Linked DNA regions of Danio rerio: regions 2 and 3 are each linked to region 1. A link is a contact called in public HiChIP or PLAC-seq data. All regions are on one chromosome and are shown on one strand. Each heading gives the region's core, a stretch centred on a gene start, on an enhancer-like site or on the middle of the called end of the contact. The rest is flanking DNA. Distances are from core to core; before and after follow the strand shown.

Region 1 (5,145 bases), core at 1,980-4,479:
TTGTTTCTAGTCCAAATATCTACATGTCAAAGTGAAAACAAGATTTTTTCCGCTAGCCCACTGGCAGATCATTTCTGTAAAACTAGCAAAAAAAAACCAAAACTCTTAATTTTCACTTATTTCTTCTGATGGTAAAATTAAAACAATATTTTACTTGATCTAAGATTTATTTTCTTGATATTTGGATTGGAAACAAGACAAAAAATAAGAAAAGCATATTTATTTGCATTGTAAATATTTAATTTCCGTGCCTGAATACTGTTAAGACTCCCCAGAAAACCGTCAAATAGAGCTATTCTTGTGAAACTGTGTTCATATTGCAATATTTATCACAGAAAAACTAAATATCGCAATATCAAAGTTACCATTTCGTGCAGCCTTACTCCCTTCTATGACTAAAATGTTTATTCATTACCATTCTCCATGACATTAAATTTGAACACTTACAGTAAACGTTCTGAATATACAGAATGGAAACTATGTGAACATTCCAAAACTTCCAACAATAAAGTATTTTGTGATAATAAAAGAGAGGTAATAGTGTCTTGTTTTAGCCCAAAACAAGCAAGTTAAGCTGTGATATTCATCTGACACATTACATCCTTCCATTTTGTTGCATACCAAACAGACAACGCTGCAAAATAAACCTTATTATGGTGAAACAATTGCCTAAATCTTTACTTTGCTGTTGGACCAGATTCGAACACACACTGCCCTGCATACTAACTAGACTGTGTTTATTATGAAGTCATAGCAACTACCTAATGTTTGCTAAACTAATTAGCAAGCGGCTGATATTTGGCAATCAGTTTAAGCTTTTAAATCAGTGCTGCTGCCAAAAACAATGTATTGTAACATTAGAACTAAATGACAAACTTAAACTATTATTGAATTTCTACTAAAACAAATGAAGTTCAATAAGTAACTTAATGGTGAATATATTGAAATATCTTATTTTAAATCGACTAACTGCAGTCAACAGTTACCAAATGCCCTGATATCTCAGGTATGTATTACGCACCAGTATGTCCACCTCAGGCCTGGTGGACGTTTTCCATGTTACAAGTTTTAGACACAAATGTTTAGAAATGAAAAGCCAAAAGAGAAACAAAAAGATACAAGACAAATGTCCAGAGACGAAAACAGACCTTGAAGAGTCTAGGGAAGACATCTGTTGGCTGTCCGCGCACCACAAAAAGTCTCGAATTCAGTTTTCTCAAACTTGTGTCCAAATCCTCCAAAGATTCCAGTAAAAATCTGTGGAGAGAAATGGAAAAATATGATTTGAGCCAAACCTTTTGTTTCAAGATACCTTGACATTACAGTCTTTTTCAGTCCGAGAAAACAAGAATGATTTCTCACTAATGCTGTTCATTTTATTTTTCAGGCATAATCAGAAAATTATATATATATTTTAATGAACAAATAGTTGTACTTTAGGGCCTCATCATCAACAAATGGCTCGTTTTTAAAAATATATAATCAAGTTCTCCTAACATATTACTTAAAAAGCTTTAATTTGATTACATTTTTAAAAAATTGCTTTGATTAGTAACTGATGTTTTTGGACCAATATTTTTAGGGTGAATGAATAGTTTGCACTCATTTAAGCCATTAGTAAAACACAATGGTCAATTAAGATTATTATTTAACATAGCTGGTTAGAAATAATATAAAAAATAATACTTATCACCTATCAAAGCGTAAAAGAGAAACAAATTAAGGCCTAGATACTTTAGGGAACCTATTTGTCGTCTTGTTTTCTTACTTCAAAAGACCTCAATGTTTTTAAAGGAGTATAACAAGTATTACTTTAAGTTTGCCTGTATGTATTTTGACTATCAAAGTGGCAGAATCCACTGACTTGCATTTTACAAATCACGAAGGACCACAGCTTAAGCTAAACAAATCTTTACAATTTTACTTCAGAAAGTCACCTACATCTTTGATTGCCTTGTGGATGAGTAAACATACAGCAAATGTTATTTGCGGGTGAACTCGTTCTTCGAGGACAGCAGAAAGTCACAAATCTTATTCAATGGCTTTAAAAGACGAGACATTGGAATGAATCATAAACTTACGAAAGCTAACAAACATATTTTAACTAAACTAGATATTGAGTAACGTTATTGTCTTATTAATCATGCACAATGTTTATAATAATTATAATAATAATTATTATTATTACAACATAAGAAAAATGGGCACATAAACAAAATAATCAAAATATTTGACAACGTTTTGACAGATTTCACAATACATTATGTCTGGTTTGTTCATTCAAACACCGCATCCCTCCCTCGGCATGTCTGCTAAGACACAACACGTGAAAATACAATCGCTCCGTCACGTGACTCGAGCTTTTGCATACGAAAACAACATTTTACACACACTTTACATCAGTTTCAGTCTATAAAGATTTAGAGTTCATCGAGAAAACACTCAATGACGCAGTAACGAAATTGGTAATTTTAGCCGTTATATAAAACCGAAGTGGGCGTGAGCAAAACGACTAGCCTGTTATCATTAGCCTCCATTTGCTCTCATGGCACCGCCACGGAATTACACAATTCACGCAAATAAACATTAGTTTATCAATCGGTGTTTAAAAAAGGAAATAACATTTTAAATAGTTCAATCATTGGTGTTTAAGTTGAGTAACAAAGTTTGTTAAACTAACTTAGTCAAAACATCAACCAGGGCCGCACGCAAGCGTGTTAAGTTTTTTTATGTATATATAATAAATACGTCATTTACCACTTAAATCCGACATTCACACGAACATATTACGGTAAAATTACATTTCAGACTTACATATCAGACATAAGGCCAAAACAGCAGCGTTTGTGCAAAAGAGCTGCGCAGTTAACCGCTAACGTTACCATTTCCAATAATCACTAAAACACCAAAACAACATATCCTAATTTTCAACATAACCACAACACGCCAAAAAATAAGTGAAACCCACCTCCATCGGTTGACTCCCACGTTAGCCGAGCCTGCAAACCACGGGTCCAAAATATAAACACACCGTACAGTATCCGCGCCATTTAGAGCTTCCTGCAAAGCCGGATTATCATGAAGCCGCAGCCCTTTGCGAAACCAATGCACCGAATTCACCACCATAATAGCGCTTTATTCCATCGTAAAAGTTCCAAGGAAATCCAGAAGAGTAAACAATTCGCGATTTCAGCCGTCCTGCACGCACATTGTGGTTCAGTGTAGAGTTTGAGATGGGGAGCAGACACAGCAGACGCAATGGTTTTTTTCCGCCTCTCCCCGCGTTCATTGGCCAGCGGGCGGACACGTGTACGGATTACCGGAATGAGTGACTCGGGCCTCCGAGCTGTGATTGGCTCGGGCTCACGATGCAGGTCCAGCCCCGTCACGTTTCTTTGGTGTGTTGTTCGCCATGTTCATCGTCAAATTATGACATCAATTCGTGCAACTTGGTAACAACACTCAAGTCACGCGCAGAGTCAAGTGCTCTTTGCAAAATACCGTCTGCAGCGAGCAACGCCACACCACAGCTGGAGAATGAGGAATGTATTTCTCCCATACTGATGTGTGTGTGTATGCACACTTGCAGATGCCAAACATGTTTTATAAGAGGATCCTGAGCAAACGCAGTTGTAGTTGAGTGGTGTTTTTGCGCCTCCTCGCGGTTGTTCTTCACATTAACGAGATCAGATAAATAAAGGGTTCAGATTATGGTCAATGAACTTTTAAGGTTACTGTGGCTGAAATAGAGGTCAGGTTTGGCTCACATGCCCATGGGTCAGTGTTTCAACCTGTCTGACTAGCCTCTTTAAAAAAGTAATATGAACGAAACAAAGAATCTTTACAGTAAAATAATAAAAATAATATTTATGTATAACTGTTACAGTAGTACATTACTATACTATCTATCTGTCTGTCTGCCTGCCTGTCTGTAAATCAATCTATAATATAGTATTATATTATATAATGAGCAAATGTGTGGTAGAAAAAATTTAATTCTTGCAAATAATAACAATATAGATGTACACGAACATTGTAACAAAGAAATATATATTTTCAAATAATTTCTCATATAAAATAATAAAATGTATTGGTGAAAAAAGTTAATTCTCACAAATACTATTAATACTAGGGTTAATACTAGGGTTTCACTGTGGCACAGTCGCCTTGCGGCAAGAAGGTTGCTGGTTCGAGCCTCGGCTGGGTCATTTCTGTATGGAGTTTGCATGTTCTCTCTGTGTTTGCGTGGGTTTCCTCCAGGTGCTCCGGTTTCCCCCACAGGTTCAAAGACATGGCTATAGGTGAATTGGGTGAGCTAAATTGTCTGTAGTGTGTGTGTAAATGAGAGTGTAAGGGTGTTTCCCAGTGATGGGTCGCAGCTGGAAGGGCATCTGCTGCGTAAAACATATGATGGATAAGTTGGTGGTTCATTCGGCTGTGGCGACCCCTGATTAAAAATGGGACTAAGCCGAAACGTAAATGAATGAATGCATCTTTTAATACTATAATATAAATAATTGTGCATCAAAAGTGCAATAATGTAATCAATACTATAATAATACATTATTTATGTTACCTAGTTTGTGCAGCTCCACTCTAGCAACATGCATGTCTTATCTTTTATTTTTTATAAAAATAATAATTAGTTAATGCACAATGTTTTCTCTCTTACGACAACTCCGTCAATTAATGAGTAACTTTAACCAAGATGAAACGTGAGCTTAAACAAGTGAACTTTTATGCTGTAGTTGTGAATCCGTTCATGCACTGGCCTCTAGAGAGACTGATTTTTAAACTACAATTTACTCTATTTTCAGAGCTTCTTAATTTACCTCATCTGTATGAACTCCTTGTGCATAACATAATGATGAAGCAATACATCCTAGAGCAATTTTAATTCATTCATTCATTCATTTTCTTGTCGGCTTAGTCCCTTTATTAATGCGGGGTTGCCACAGCGGAATGAACCGCCAACTTATCCAAGAAAGTTTTTAGGCAGCAGATGCCCTTCCAGCCGCAACCCATCTCTGGAAACATCCACACACACACTCATACACTACGGACAAATTAACCTAATCAATTCATCTGTATCGCATGTCTTTGGACTGTGGGGGGAAACCGGAGCACCCGGAAGAAACCCACACA
Region 2 (5,145 bases), core at 679-3,178, 220 kb after region 1:
TATGGTTAGAGCTACTAATGCTATTATTACTACTACTACTACTAGCTTGTTTAGGTGTGGTTGATTATGAGTTGGAGAGGCAGCTACTACTACTACGAAAAGCTTGCTCAGGTGTGTTTGATTTTAGTAAAAGAAGCTACTACTACAAGCTTGTTCAGGTGTGTTTGATTAGGGTTGGAGCTGCTACTACTACCACTACTATTAGTACTGGCTTGTTCAGGTGTGTTTGATTAGGGTTGGAGCAGCAGCTACTACTACTACAAGCTTGTTCGGTTGTGTTTAATTAGGGTTGGAGCAGCAGCTACTACTACTACTACTACTACTACTACTACTACAACTACAACTACAACTACAACTACAAGCTTATTCAGGTGTGTTTGATTAGCGTTGGAGCTAAAATCTGCAGGACATTAGCCCTCCAAGGATGTCGCTAAAAAGAATACAGCTGCATCAAGAAGTGAACAAGATGTTTTTCTTTTACTTAATAATTTACCCATTCAATTGTGTTTAATTAATGTCTACACCTATTCCAATCTCAAACCAACTAGTAGCCGCAGATGAACCGCTTCGATATAATGTGCAACAATAACTTTTGTTTTCTTTAAACATCCCCTTAAAAAGTTTTTAAAAATTGTCCTAAAGTCCTAAAACATACATTTTTTATTTATCTCTTCATATAAATCATTTTCTTACTGCCATATCATCATCACATACTCAACATATTTTTATTGATCAAAATAATTACCACAATATTCAATTAATCTTCATGCTCGAAGTTGTAACCAAGATCAAAACATTATGAAAGCATAAACAAGGCAGAACATACCCTCAGGTGGTTCTTCACGCAGATAAGGTGGAAGTTCTTCATTATTTGGGTCAGCAGGTGCTTCCTCAATCACCTCAGTCTCTGTACTTGGGCCCTTAAATTAACAAAATGATACAGTTTGTACAGTTGATACATAAACATGCTTCAATGTAAACAAGTCAAAATACAGTGTATGTCACCAAACATACCATCTGTATCACATAAAATATTAACAAAGTATCCTTTATATGTTGTTTTTGTAGCATTAAGTAGTTTATTCAATTCTAAAACATACCATTTTGAACAAATACCAAAATTTCATTTGAAGTTACATGAGAGCATCAACTTGATGGCAGATCTCCTGACAACATGTCATGGTTTAAATATAAAAGCTTTAATTAATTATCTGACATTTATAAAATTATGCTAAATGCATTTATAAAAATACTTACTTAAATAACAAACAACGCATATTTACTTAATAGTTATACTGTGCAAAATATAATACATAACATGACTCAAATACCATAATAATTATCATCATCACCATCATTATCATCATCATCATCATCATCATCACCTATAACACAACTAAAATAAACTTTTCTGGCAGCAAAAACAAACAAAAGTACACCTGCAAAGCTCGTAGAGCAGGCTATATTTTGCATAATCACGCAGTTGGGATGGTATATTTAGACATCGACTCAATGTCAGCTGTCCTGTTTAAGGTTTCATCATAACCTTATCCATTATCAGAGGTAATAATTTGACATCAATACGGCGAAATCGCAGTTATTGGCACACCCCAAACAAGCTTAAGTATGTATTTAAATATATTATAAATATTCAACAGTTTGAGCTCGTGCAGAATGAGGTAAGAACAGGTTTGCTTTTAATACTGTCACGCAAAACAAAAGCAAATCCTCCACTCACCTTCATCACTGAGGCTATTTATACAGCCGTGGTTTGGAAAGGGCGTCTCTGCACTTCAGTATTGATGGAGACGCAGAAAGTAGGATGGAAATTGCGCTTAATACGAAATAAATACAGCGTTTGCTATGTTTTTTATGCGAATGTAAGCGGAAGTGACGTTGGGGATGTTTACGGAATTCGAGGGATCATGCTGTTGTTCGTCGATAGGCGGCAGCAGAAGGTTATTATATTCAGATGATGAGGAGGAGGAAATTTTGGGTGTATTTTAGCACAATTTACCTCAGTAAATGTTCAATAGGGACCGAGACGACATTTTAACGTCTCATCTTCCATCAGGTAAACCAGAACAGAAGATTTCTGTGACATATCTAGCCTTTCTGTGTTTTTTCAAAATATCGAGGCCTTTTTTGTATTTGGATGTTTAAAGCTTCAACAACAAGGCAGTTTATTTAAATTAGATTTTTAAACATATTATGGCTTATTGTTTGTAGTTTTGGATTATTTAACTGTTATAACTGTTCCTGGTTAACAGTGCTTTAGTATATTCAAACCTAGTTATTTGTAAAAAAAAAAAAAAAAAAAACTGTATTGTACAAAAGCTGAGTTTCAAACATACTTTTTTCTAAATTGTAAAATAACTTTTAATCAACTCAAAGTATAAGTATGTGACTTTTTAACTTAGTAGAACAGATATTCAGTTAAAAATGGATTCCTTGACTTTGTTATTGAGTGGCAACAAAACATATAAAAGGCAAACAAAGCTGATACTGTACTGTATGTTCAGGTTTAAGAAGCAAAACAATCATATTTACAACCTTAGACTCAAACAAAGTGTTTAATTTTTACCTAAAAAAACTACTTTTATCAAAAAGTTTTATCTAAAAGTTAAAGTTTTGGACAAATAAATGTAGATGTGACGGTTTTTGTTCTATCCACCATTTTCATCCTTTTTCAACAACTGTAACAAACTAACTTGTGAAGTGATACTATTTATTAATAATTTTGTTATATAACATATTAACAATGCAACATGTCCTCCTCTGCTGTAGGCCTAAACATACAACATCACTTCATAATTCACAATACAAACTCAATGTATTGTTATGAGACTAGGCAATGGACAATAACCATTTTCATGGTATATCGTGATTTGTTAAAATTTTTAATGTTTCTTAAAATAAAATAAAATATATTGTGTTCAAAGGGGAAAAAGTTTTAAAAAATATATATTTTAGAGCAGTGATCACAATACCATAAAGCAGTAATATTTGTATCCAAGGTTATCATACCATCAAAATCATATGCCTACATGAGACATGGCTATTATAATTTTTTTGACTTGATTTTATGAATCAGCAAACACCACAATATCAGCTAAAAAGCTGCATCAGTGTGGTACTGTAGAAAATAAATCACCTACATTTTAGATTGCATGCAAATTTTTCTTTTTGAATATACTGTCCCTTTAAGAGCAACACATGTCCCAGATTAGCTACACTTCTTTATTTATGTTTTATAAAACGTTGGCTCTACAGATCTGTGTTTTCTGACAGTGATTCAGAGGATTACGCTGACAGTAATGACAGCTGAGAAAAGGTGAGAAACCTTTAATGTCTCCACCGTTTGTTCTGACAAACTGCCTCTTACATGCTGCTGAATAATATATTACCTCATCAAAAAGAAGACTAGAGGTGAAACGGAGGTGGATTCGGCTTTTATTGGCCGGAAGTGAAATTGATGTGGTTCTGCATCCATGTCAGAGTTCACTGTGAGTGAAACTTTTCTTTTAAAACAGAATTCAGAAACAGTTAAAAGAGGGCATGAATGGACTTGATCTGTTTAGCAAATATTCAATTAGAATGCTACATTACTATGGAGCTAGATAAGTCTCAAAACATATACATTTACTTAATAAAATGTACATGCCAGGGGTACAAACTTGTCACCTTTTTGCGAAAATCACCGTTTTCACCTTGTTGTAGGTCATTTAAGTGAATTGTGCAGATTTCAGAACATTTGGATAATAACGATACAAATATACAGTTAGAATTATTAGCCCCCTGTATATTTTGTACAATTTCTGTTTAAGGGAGAGAAGATTTGTTTTCTAGTTTTAATAACTGATTTCTTTTATTTTTGCCATGCAAACAGTACATAATATTTTAGATATTTTTCAGGATACTAGTATTCAGCTTAAAGTTACATTTAAAGGCTTAATTAGGTTAACTAGGCAAGTTAAAATAAGTCATGGTATAATGATGGTTTGTTCTTTAGACAATCGAAACAAAATATTGCTTAAGGGGGCTAATAATTTTGACCTTAAAAAGTTTTTTTTTTTTTTTTAATGTAAAACTTTTAAAATTTTATGCTAGCCAAAATAAAACAAATAAGACTTTCTCCAGAAGAAAAAAAATATTATTGGAAATACTGTGACAAATTCCTTGCTCTGTTAAAACATAATTTTGAAAATATATATATATTTTTTGTGAACAATTGTTTTTATTATTTCAGTTTTTGTTTAATAAAGAGAGCATACAACATACGACTATATCATAAAACAACCCCGAATCTTCACTCCCCACCCAGGTAGACTTGTTCTATAATAACAGAAGTTAAAATATTGCTGTGTTATATATATAAAAAGAAAGAATAATGTAAAGCCAAGACAGACTAGAAGTTAGGTAAGTACAAATAAATGACTATTACATCATGAGATACATGAACACCATATAAACAGAAAGGCTGTACATTAGAAGGAAGAAACAAAGGACTTGACAATATCAAAAGCTAAAATCCAGGATTTAACAAGTTTTGACTGAGCTTCATGTAAGTGCGCTGTTAAAAGTTCCATACCAATAATGTCCAGCAAAGATAGGCCCCATTGACGTCTAGAGGATGTCTCGGTGGGATCTTGCGGCAGACCAACATTTTCTTAGCATATTTGAAAAGAAAACTAATCATACAAGGGCTAATAAAATGGACTTCAACAGTATAAATTCTCTAAAATATCAGTTATTGATATAAAAAATAAAATTGATATTAATAATAAAATTGCATTGATATCTAAAATTATATTTTGAATTTTATTTTAATATGACCAATTCAACTTTTATTATTGATATCCACATTTTTATTGTTGAAATGAAAATCTAATTGTTGATATACAAATTAACATTTTTGATATCAACAATTTAATTGTAATATCTGATAAAAAAAAATGTAAATGTTGATATCAGAAATTGTATTTTCACCGTTAAAAATTCACCATGGAATGCCATTCAAATTGCATTGTTGAAATCAAAAAATTGATTTGTTGACAGCTACATTTTTTGTATCAACAAATACATTTTTTAAATCCAAAATGTAATTATTGATATAAAAATGTAATATGCATGTACTTTTATTTC
Region 3 (5,145 bases), core at 1,482-3,981, 150 kb after region 1:
CAAATGCTTGAGTACACACGCTGATTGAAATTGGGGTTGCGTTGAGCACACAAAGATAAAACCGATTTCGCAAAAAGCCAAGCGTAATCTCACATTTCTGAGATTGCAAGACACTGAACTGGGGGAAAAAGCCCCATTTTAAATGCCAATGTCTGGCTTCAGATGAAAGGATAGAGAGGAAAAAGACAGTAGATGAGATGAAGAATGAAAGAGTGCAGCTTTGTGGTCATGTTGAGTTGTGTATTAGTTCCTCCATGGTTGCACATTTAGCTGAGGTATTTACAGATTGAAGTTTAGACAGAAGAAATGAAAGGATTCATTTCATCCATCTCATTTTTAAAACGGCATTATCCTGAAGCTAAGATCAAAACCAAGATGCAAAATAATGACAATTATGATGAGATATTGGTTTTAAAAAGCCTTTGAAGTTGAAAGAAATAGTTCACTCTAGATTAAGTGAAATTAAATTACTATTTCATTTTCAATACAACGAGAGTGAAAAGAAACAGGCTCTTTCAGATATGTAGAAAAAAGCAAAATGAAAGTCTCATATAAGCAGTTAATTATATTTTAAGACAATATATTAAATTACGGGCGAGACAGTGGCACAGTAGGTAGTGCTGTCACCTCACAGCAAGAAGTTCGCTGGTTCGAACCTCGGCTCAGTTGGCGTTTCTGTGTGGAGTTTGCATGTTCTCCCTGCATTCGCGTGGGTTTCCTCGGGGTGCTCCGGTTTCCCCCACAGTCCAAAGACATGCGGTACAGGTAAATTGGGTAGGCTAAATTGTCCGTAGTGTATAAGTGTGTGTGTGAATGTGTGTGTGGATGATTACCAAAGATGGGTTGCGGCTGGAAGGGCATCCGCTGCGTAAAAACTTGCTGGATAAGTTGGCGGTTCATTCCGCTGTGGCGACCCCGCATTAATAAAGGGACTACGTCGACAAAAAAATGAATGAAAGAATGAATATTAAATTACACTCACCGGCCACTTTATTAGGTACACCTTACTGTACTGGGTTGGACCCCCTTTTGCCTTCAGAACTGCCCTAATCCTTCTTAGTTCTAGATTTAACAAGGTACTGGAAATATTTCTCAAAGATTTTGGTCCATATAGACGTGAAAGCATCACATAGTTGCTGCAGATTTGTCGCCTGCACAATCATGATGCGAATCTCCCATTCTACCATATCCCAAAGGTGCTCTATTGGATTGAGCTCTGGTGACTGTGGAGGCCATTTGAGTACAGCGAACACATTGTCATGTTCAAGAAACCAGTCTGAGATGATTTGCGCTGTATGACATGGTGTGTTTGTTATCCTGCTGGAAGTAGCCATCAGAAGATGGGTATACTGCGGTTATAAAGGGATGGACATGGTCAGCAACACTACTCAGACTGTGGCGTTGACACAAGTCTTAATTGGTACTAACAGACCAAAAGTGTGCTAAGAAAAAATCCCCCACACCATTACACCACCAGTCTGAACTGTTTGTTACAAGACAGGATGCTTTAATGTTGTTGATTGCAAATTCTGACCCTATCATCCGAACGGCAGAAATCGAGACTCATCAGACCAGGCAATGTTTATCCAATCTTCGATTGTCCAATTTTGAATTGAATCAAGAACTGTGGTGTGAATTAAAGATCAGCTATGCTCTCAATGCACTGATGCACATCTGAACAAACATTTCTATTCAGTGACACGGTAATGTTTAAACGAATTAGTTTTTTTTTTTTTAATGGTTTATTGTAACACACAATTTACAGTATATGGACACACCTTGCCTTTTAGAATTTTACAACTTAATCGTTTCCATTTGCTTATATGGACAAGAAAAGTCAGAGCGTTCTGCTTTGTTTTCCATGGATGAACATAGGAAAGTTTTTGAAGAACAGTAAGAAAATAATATTTGTTATGGTGTAGCTAATGTTAAATGAGATACAAAACTTTACAAAAATTAACCATGGCTTTACTGCTACTGCTCATTCATTCGTTTTGTTTTCGGCTTAGTCGCTTTATTAATCAGGGGTCACCACAGTGGAATGAACCACCAACTTATCCAGCATATGTTTTACACAGCAACCTTCTAGCTGCAACCCATCACTGGCAAACATCCATATACACCTATTAACACACTACGGACAATTTAGCTAATACAAACAAACTCACGCAAACACAGGGAGAACATGCAAACTCCACACAGAATTGCCAACTGACCCAGCCGGGGCTCAAACCAGCGACTTTCTTGCTGTGAGGCGATTGATACACAACTACTACAACAAAAATGATTTCTTTTAAACTATTAGAACTTCAATTTAACCAGAGTTTTGCTTCATTTAGGTACTCTATACATACAAAATGCATTTGTATTAAACGGTGGAATTAAAAATATATGGCTACTACACCTAAAAAGTGTTAATAAACCAATAACAGCACTATTATTATAACCAACAAAGATATATGAAACAAAATACAAATTACGAGCAAAAAACAAGGTCTGAGGAACCTACACCCACTTATAATAAACAAAAAACACTATTTTTAAAAACATACTGTGGCATTACATAATTATCTTCAGCCTTCCAGTCAGTCGGTACTGAAATCCACCAGCTGGCCGTGTCTGCCCTCGCATATATTCCTAAATACATGCTTTCGTCAAAAATATAGCGAACTGAAATTTCTAGATGCCACCAGTTCACCTCATATAAACTAACTCGGCGTTCATAGGCTTTAGCATTGAACACAGACGTGTTCAAAGGGAGGACGCGTATAGTGAACCAAATCTGCCTCCCCCCGTGCTGTTTTCCCCTCCCTCAGCCTTTGTCAACTGTGGTTTTGAGGGAAGGGGATGAATATTCGTAGGACTGTCTACGTTTGACTTAATCTGGGACCAACTGGCACACCTCTCTTCAGTCTTCTCCTCACGACAAACCAACGAAATATCTGTCCGGCGTTTCGCGTTTAGTCACAGAGAGATGTCTGAGGATGCGCATCAATACCTTATTCATCCGTTGTCTCTCCGCGGAGCCTGTCTTTGAATGTTTTCCCCGAGCATGAATGGGGCTGCTTGAGGATATACGACCTTTTCTTCGTTTTTTTAGGGAATAAGGAGCCCTTCGACATTTGGAGATATGAATTAAAGCGATAAAGCGTCTATGACGGGCGTTACGGGACGACTACGCGAAGCCATCACGGCATATGGTGATTTTTTTCTCTTTTGTTTAATTTTTCGTCATGTTCTCATACAGCTTTATATGAGGCAAGTATATCGAAGTGTTTATTTTGACGATATTTTCGAGGCAACTGGATTTCGGAAATGTTTCTGCTGGAATAGGGGGAATAAGTTGCTCACTGATTTATACAGTCAGATCGGATCTGCTATTTTTTTATTTTCAACTGAATACCGAGTTGTGTTGCACTGCGGTAAATCAGAACTCGACGCGCGCGGTCGACGACGGCTGCCTTTCAAACATTTCACAATAAGCATGCATATGGTATTGTGAGGGATTGCAATTAAAGCATCTCTCTACAGGTGCCTGAACTGGTGCCAGTTTGTGGAAAAGAAGCGATTTTGAAACCTGCCTGAATTCTAGACGCAGGTTTGCACGAACCTTTGCTGATTTCCCCAAGGGAAAAACAAAATACCTCAGGCTTGTGTAAAAGCCTGTAGGAAGCAGTTTAGTTGTAAGAGTTTGGCTGCATTAAAACGTTAAGTAGTTTATCAAAGTGTCATACTGCAATAAGCGACTGCTTAAGGCTTGCATTGTGAAGCAGAATGTAATGTAATATGTGTTGAAAGGAGATTTGCTTTTCCCAGAATTTAACAAGGAGTCATTCTAGTTTAAATCTTTAAATCCTAAATTTAAAATATGCTTTTTTGTTTCTGGTATTGACTCATTATTATAGCATGTTATATAATGTTATATACAATGCAAATTCATGTTCTGCTTTTTCCTGGTTTTCAAACTCACGCTGAGATCTTTTGTTTTTCAGCTTTGTCTTTGTGGATAGGATCAAATCAGACTGCATCCTCTAAATGAAGTTACCCAGCCATGCAATGTTCCTGGAAGGCTGTGATTCTGCTTGCATTGGTGTCCATAGCGATCCAATACACAGCAATCAGGACTTTCACAGCCAAGCCTTTTCATATTTGCCCTGTTCCTAACCCCCTGAACTGTGGTTTGGGGCAGGATGTGGAGTCGTTCGATCGGATGTGTGATGAGTACCCATATTTTAATTACAATTCCTCAAGGAAGACTCACATCCTCATCTTGGCAACCACTCGCAGCGGCTCCTCTTTCGTTGGACAGTTGTTCAACCAGCACTCAGATGTGTTCTATCTCTTTGAACCACTCTATCATGTCCAAACGACCTTAATCCCTCACCTTTCTCCCAGCAGATACGCTGTGGAGCGCCGAGTGATGCTGGGAGCCAGTCGTGACCTTCTTAGAAGCCTGTACAACTGCGACTTGTATTTCCTAGAGAGTTACATCAAACCGCAGCCGGCAAACCACACCACGGATAAACTGTTTCGACGTGGAGCCAGCAAAGCCCTCTGTTCTATGCCGGTTTGTGATGCTTTCAGCCCCAATGATGGCAATATAGAAGAGGGGGATTGTGTTCGGAAGTGTGCCTCTCTTAATTTGACCCTAGCTACCGAATCATGCCGAGAAAGACGGCATGTGGCCATTAAAACGGTGCGTATCCCGGAGGTCAACGATCTTAAGGCACTGATTGAAGACCCTCGGCTTAATTTGAAGGTTATACAGTTGGTAAGGGACCCACGTGGAATATTATCATCGAGGATTGAAACCTTCCGGGACACTTACCGCCTATGGCGGATCTGGAGAGCCACAGGCCGTAAACCCTACAACCTGGATTTGACCCAGCTCACGACAGTGTGTGACGACTTTCTGAACTCGGTGTCCACAGGTTTAAGCCGGCCACCGTGGCTTCGAGGACGGTACATGCTGGTGAGATACGAGGACCTAGCCAGAAATCCACTCCAAAAAACCAAGGAGGTTTATGAATTCCTTGGACTTTCGCTGGAAAAAAGTGTGGTGGACTGGATACATAACAACACAAGAGGCAATAACGATGTGTCAGCAAAGCATAAGTACGGCACATTGAGGGACTCGGCGGCTAA

What was found. HiChIP or PLAC-seq counts read pairs in DNA pulled down with a chosen protein or histone mark.
Region 2: a contact with region 1 is called in an H3K4me3 HiChIP or PLAC-seq map of embryo, with 4 times the contacts expected there. The contact joins the promoter of zgc:101566 here to the promoter of cry2 in region 1. A contact is called at or near these places in 2 of 4 datasets of contacts at active chromatin or transcription factors (caudal fin and embryo).
Region 3: a contact with region 1 is called in an H3K4me3 HiChIP or PLAC-seq map of embryo, with 3 times the contacts expected there. The contact joins the promoter of chst1 here to the promoter of cry2 in region 1. A contact is called at or near these places in 1 of 18 Hi-C or Micro-C datasets (caudal fin) and 1 of 4 datasets of contacts at active chromatin or transcription factors (embryo).

What each region holds. Positions count from the first base shown.
Region 1 is chr25:14,801,186-14,806,330 of GRCz12tu, forward strand. It overlaps cry2 (cryptochrome circadian regulator 2), which reads right to left and starts at 3,230. Exons shown (of 11, transcript NM_131786.2): 1 at 2,969-3,230; 2 at 1,149-1,257. The coding sequence starts at 3,126.
Region 2 is chr25:15,026,570-15,031,714 of GRCz12tu, forward strand. It overlaps zgc:101566, which reads right to left and starts at 1,929. Exons shown (of 3, transcript NM_001005996.2): 1 at 1,739-1,929; 2 at 827-920. The coding sequence starts at 1,744. It overlaps LOC141380932 (a long non-coding RNA gene), which reads left to right and starts at 1,899. Exons shown (of 3, transcript XR_012400324.1): 1 at 1,899-2,074; 2 at 3,274-3,334; 3 at 3,420-4,760.
Region 3 is chr25:14,955,869-14,961,013 of GRCz12tu, forward strand. chst1 (carbohydrate (keratan sulfate Gal-6) sulfotransferase 1) reads left to right here and starts at 2,732. Exons shown (of 2, transcript NM_001003518.3): 1 at 2,732-3,200; 2 at 3,993-5,145. The coding sequence starts at 4,052.